Linked DNA regions of Mus musculus: region 1 is linked to region 2. A link is a contact called in public capture Hi-C data. All regions are on one chromosome and are shown on one strand. Each heading gives the region's core, a stretch centred on a gene start, on an enhancer-like site or on the middle of the called end of the contact. The rest is flanking DNA. Distances are from core to core; before and after follow the strand shown.

Region 1 (2,892 bases), core at 72-2,571, 900 kb before region 2:
GGCCACTGACCTCCACAAGTATGCCGCGGTACATGTGTGCACTCACACACACCATATGCCCACACATGTATACACACAGACACACACACATACGGGGGTGAGGGGAAGAGGGAGAGGGAGAAGGGCAGGGAGAGAGGAGAGAGAATTAATGCTATTAACACTTGTGAGGAACACAAACATAGGTGAGGTGATTAACTTCGCTTAGCTTTACCGCTAACAAATGGCTTGCTGTCTCCCTGCTGTAATAAAACACGGGACTCTATCTCTAGGTGGAGGAGTGACCTTTTCTCCAGTTAATCTAACAAGGCAGAAACGCCCCCTAGGTGGGAGGGTTCCTCTGAGGATAACATAGATTTTCTTCCCAGAATTTTTGCCACACTAGGGGCAACCCTGTGAGCCCCTGTGAGGTTCCTGTGGGTCTGCACCCCACTCCCATCCCCACTTCCCCCACCCCACCCATCTCGTCTGTCTTTTTCTTTCGGATGCTGGTCAGAGCCCACTGTGGTCTCCTCAATACTCTGTATTGCGTCCCGCTCGACCGGCAAGAAAGACGCAACAAACCAGAATCTTCCGCGGCAAAAGCTTTATTGCTTGCTTCTCAGGAAGATTCCGAACCGGGAAAATGGCGCTGCTTTTATAACCCGCAGCGTGACGTTTCAGCACCTGATATGGCGTGACAGCTCCCGATTCGTTGCTTGCCCATCACCCCACTATTACACCCCGAGAATGGGAGTGACTAGGAGTGAATTCACTCTTGCACCTGCGTACAAAGCTTGTTTACTAGTTAGGCACAGCGGAGGCCCACGCCATCTTATAATGGCGATTGCTCGCGGCACACACAGCTCTCCTCAGAGATTACTGGCGGCACACATGCGATTGCTCGCAGCACGTACCGGCTTTCCACAACTCTGGGCTTCCTTACTCTTTCTCTAAAGCTCCCCTCCAACCATGTGACTGACCTCTGTTCCCCTCTTTTCAAACAATATGGTTGTTGTTGTTTTCCTTCTCTTTTCCATACTATGCCTCCGTTCCCCTCCCTCCCCCCACCTCTAGGCAACTGTGAGATTGACAGTTTACCTGCTCTAGGCTTTTCCTTTTAGACTCTAATAAATTGGGCTCAATCTTCCATTAGAGTCTATTCTTAAACTCTGTTACTAATGAGACTAAGAATCTCAAAAAGGGACCCTCACTTTCCTGGTATCATTTGGAGGCTGAGTTGGGATTCTCCAAATTTTCTGGTGACACACCCATTTAGTTTGCTTAAGAATACAGTGCTATTCAACATATTGGCATTCATTATGGCAAGACACTGGGGAGCCTAAACATCCAAGAGAATAGACCTTGGATGTGGCTGAATAGAAGATGCCACGTCCACGAACCGAACACTTTCAGATGTTAAGAAGAGAAACGCGGGACCTGGTGTGGTGGCTCACATCCGTTATCCCAGCACACAGCAGACAGAGGTCGGTAGGAGGCTTGCCAGAAGATTTGCTGCAATTCAAGCCTAGTCTGGTTCACACAGCAAGTTCCAGCTAAGGCTACACGGTAAGATGATGTCTAGAAAGCCAAAGGAGCTGGTGGCACCATCACCAGGCTAATATGGAACCATCACCAGGCTAATATGGAACAGTTTCCAAGACAGATTAAGGAAAAATATTTGTGTTTAAAAAATGTATCTCTGCCTATTAGCTAATGAGAGAAATGCACAAAACTCAGGAACGGCAGAAGTATGTAAGGAAGGTAGTTAGTTGAGTTGTTGAGTTTCAAGGGAAGGGCTTACAATTTTAACCTTGTCATGGTTTGAATATGCTTGGCCCAGGGAGTGGCACTATTTGGAGATGTGTTGGAGTAGGTGTGTTTCTGGGACATGGGCTTTAAGATCCCCAATCCTAGCTGCCTGGAAGCCAGTCTTCTCCTAGCAGCCTTCAGATGAAGATGTAGAACTCAGCTCTGCCTGCACCATGCCTGCCTGGATGCTGCCATGCTTGCACCTTGATGATGATGGACTGAACCTCTGAACCTGTAAGCCAGCCCCAATTAAATGTTGTTTATAAGACTTGCCTTGGTCATGGTGTCTGCTCCCAGCAGTAAAACCCTAAGACAAACCTATTACATTTTTATGTCTTTTTGACTTTGCACTGTTGAATTATGAGCAAATTTATGATTTTTTTTTAGCAAAGAAAAAATAAGAAGATTCATCAACATAAAAGGTTAACACACTAGGGCAAGTGTCAAGTGAAGGGTGTTCTGAGACGGCCTCCTGCTCCTTTTAGTTCTGCTGCTTAGAGACTAATCAGAGTTCAGACACCATCAACCTAAAGAATTTGTTCTTTACTGTGCTTCTAAATGTAAAGTCAAAGAACAATTTGAACAGATATTTCTGTATGTGACCAATATTTGATTCATAAGTAAATGAACAGATGTTTAATCCTCCTAATCATTAAATAAATTTCAACCAAAATCTGAATGCATCTCATATGCTGTTCAACCTTCTTGTAGTTTTTTTTACTGTTATGAATCATAAGGTAAGTATCTTTTATGCAAAATATAGACTATACAATCCCCAAAGGGGTCATGTTCCACAGGTTGAGAACCTCTGCCTTAGGATAACTACCCAAAGATATGGTCGTGCAGACTGTTTCAAGTCTATTTTACACAAGTTAGAGTCATCTTGGAAGAGGGAAGCTCAACTGAGAAAGTACTTTCACCAGACTGGCCCGTGGGCAAGCCTGTGTTGCTTTCTTTTGGTTGATGACTATAATGTATAGTGAGAATGGTCTCTGTCAGCTCATAAGTGTCAATCCTTGACCCTGTAAGACCTGAAGAGCCTTACGTCTGGGATGTTCCACTCACAGAAACACAGAGATGGAGATCAATGAAACAAGCAAGAGG
Region 2 (3,107 bases), core at 380-2,879:
ATTGCAGGCTTGTACAACCACTCTGGAAATCAGTCTGGCGGTTCCTCAGAAAATTGGACATAGTACTACCGGAGGATCCAGCAATACCTCTCCTGGGCATTTATCCAGAAGATGCCCCAACTGGTAAGAAGGACACATGCTCCACTATGTTCATAGCAGCCTTATTTATAATAGCCAGAAGCTGGAAAGACCCCAGATGCCCCTCAACAGAGGAATGGATACAGAAAATGTGGTACATCTACACAATGGAGTACTACTCAGCTATTAAAAAGAATGAATTTATGAAATTCCTAGCCAAATGGATGGACCTGGAGGGCATCATCCTGAGTGAGGTAACACATTCACAAAGGAACTCACACAATATGTACTCACTGATAAGTGGATATTAGCCCCAAACCTAGGATTCCCAAGATATAAGGTACAATTTGCTAAACACATGAAACTCAAGAAGAATGAAGACTGAAGTGTGGATACTATGCCCCTCCTTAGAATTAGGAACAAAACACCCATGGAAGGAGTTACAGAGACAAAGTTTGGAGCTGAGATGAAAGGATGGACCATGTAGAGACTGCCATATCCAGGGATCCACCCCATAATCAGCACCCAAACGCTGACACCATTGCATACCCTAGCAAGATTTTATTGAAAGGACCCAGATGTAGCTATCTCTTGTGAGACTATGCCGGGGCCTAGCAAACACAGAAGTGGATGCTCACAGTCAGCTAATGGATGGATCACAGGGCTCCCAATGGAGGAGCTAGAGAAAGAACCCAAGGAGCTAAAGGGATCTGCAATCCTATAGGTGGAACAACATTATGAACTAACCAGTACCCCGGAGCTCTTGACTCTAGCTGCATATGTAACAAAAGATGGCCTAATCGGCCATCACTGGAAAGAGAGGCCCATTGGACACGTAAACTTTGTATGCCCCAGTACAGCGGAACGCCAGGGCCAAAAAGGGGGAGTGGGTGGGTAGGGGAGTGGGGGTGGGTGGGTATGGGGGACTTTTGGTATAGCATTGGAAATGTAAATGAGCTAAATACCTAATAAAAAATGGAAAGAAAAAAAAAAGAAAGTAATAGTTTTTTTAAAAAAATTTGGTAGAGATATTCACAGAGATAAATGATATTAGCAACTATCTCCAAAAGAAATTAAGACACAAGCCAAAAAACGAGGAGAAGCAGGAGGCTTCAACCTCCTTCTCCTAGATAGCCTCCTACTCCCAAGTATCTACCTGAAGAGAGAGTGAACTGTAGACTGCCAGAGACACCAAACTCCAGGCCTCCCTGTGGATCCACTCTCATTTAGATCTCTAAGCAAACATGAGATCAAGGATTTGCAAAATTTTAAATATTTATCAGACAGGAACTAAGAAACACAACTGAATGAAGCTTTAAAGGTAATAGGTTCAGGTATTACTACTTTCATGAGTCATAATGATCACATGTTGGCTATTTATTTAGCTTGTTTCAACTAGTGAAAACTATCACAAACAAAGAACAATCTTACAATCCCACAAAAAAAAATGTGCAAACAAAGCAAAAGTCGCATGACAAAGCAATTGTTTTCCTAAAAGGGTTACCAGAACCCAACCCAGTCTAGCAAGCACACAAAGGGCTATCTATCTATTATTCCTAAGTGCTCACTGGTGAGGACTGGACTACACAACCTGAGGAGACAGGTTCATCTACAACAGAAAAGGAGACATTTCTGGAAATATGAGTCCTTGCCAGGATTAACTACTTTTGATAAAATAAAAATTAAAAAGTTTCTCCCACAATTTAGTCATTTACTTTATATCAGACTCTAACAGAGTATAGAGGCTAAAATGGAGGGGTCCTCACTCATGGGGACTGAGAGAGAAAAAAAGGATTACAAAGAGTCAAGCATTGGCTGAAAGGACCCTAATATAGCTGTCTCTTGTGAGACTAGGCCGGGGCCTAGCAAAAACAGAAGTGGATGCTCACAGTCAGCTATTGGATGGAGCACAGGGCCCCCAATGGAGGAGCTAGAGAAAGTATCCAAGGAGCTAAAGAGATCTGCAACCCTGTAGGTGCAACAACATTATGAACTAACCAGTACCCCGGAGCTCTTGACTCTAGCTGCATATGTATCAAAAGATGGCCTAGTCAGCCATCACTGGAAAGAGAGGCCCATTGGACACGCAAACTTTATATGCCCCAGTACAGGGGAATGCCAGGGCCAAAAAATGGGAATGGGTAGGTAGGGAAGTGGGGGGGGGGGGGGTATGGGGGACTTTTGGGATAGCATTCTAAATGTAATTGAGGAAAATACGTAATAATAAAAATATTTTAAAAAAAGAGAGAGAGATGATGCAGCCTAAAAAAAAAAAAAACAAAAAAAAAAAAACAAAAAAACCAGCAATCTTCAGCAGAAGCGATATCGACTTTACACAAAAAAGATACTATTGCTTAGCTGCCGGTCCAGCTACTATTTACAGACTTGAGCGGATACTTCCCTGATAGTGATCCTTTTGGCCAAAGATAATAGTTTTGAAACAATTTTGAAAACCTTCCTAGTTTAACTTTGAAAAGGTCTAGTCTTTGCCTCCTTGAATGTACCCATGAGCTGTAATAGTACATGCAGCCAGGAATAAATATGCCCATTTGTTCCTGAATAAAAATATTTTGTGAAAAGACATCCTACCTGTTATTATTTTAGGCTGATAAACCTAACAGTTTGGGGAGCAGGACTGAAAGCTTTGCTCTATCTGGGATATCAGAGCACTACTGTAAAATGCTGTGTCCTTTACAGAACTCTGAAGAGTGTCCTCTTCCTAAAATCTGTACTAGGACCTTTCCTTAATGAATTCCCACTTTGCTAAATACATACACACACACACACACACACACACACACACTGCTACCCACAACTCTCTGTATTTAACTGCATCCAATGAATGAGACACAGTTTTACTACTAGGCTATAACACCGTAAGTAAGAGATATAAAGTATATAAAGTAAGTCCTGCTCACAAGAATCCCCATTGCGGATGTAAAGTCAGTGATGTCACTCACTTAACTTTCGTCTACAGCCTGACAGCTCAGTGGTTACAAGAGCTGGACTACCCAATGAAGAAAAGAGTT

The links. Capture Hi-C pulls out chosen DNA fragments and counts their contacts.
Region 1: a contact with region 2 is called in a capture Hi-C map of embryonic stem cells, with 3 times the contacts expected there. The contact joins two enhancer-like sites. A contact is called at or near these places in 1 of 115 datasets of contacts at active chromatin or transcription factors (embryonic stem cells) and 1 of 9 other capture datasets (embryonic stem cells).

Annotation. Positions count from the first base shown.
Region 1 is chr6:34,190,055-34,192,946 of GRCm38.p6, reverse strand. No RefSeq gene overlaps it. Among named protein-coding and RNA genes, the nearest start is that of Gm32533, 5.7 kb to the left of the region's middle. Within about 2 kb of position 1,321, at least 11 of the 459 cell types and tissues checked have an H3K27ac peak or open chromatin away from gene starts, as enhancers often do. A contact at or near this core is called in embryonic stem cells, where this site is marked.
Region 2 is chr6:33,288,898-33,292,004 of GRCm38.p6, reverse strand. The region is part of intron 3 of Exoc4 (exocyst complex component 4); the gene reads right to left. Among named protein-coding and RNA genes, the nearest start is that of Exoc4, 41 kb to the right of the region's middle. Within about 2 kb of position 1,629, at least 9 of the 459 cell types and tissues checked have an H3K27ac peak or open chromatin away from gene starts, as enhancers often do. A contact at or near this core is called in embryonic stem cells, where this site is marked.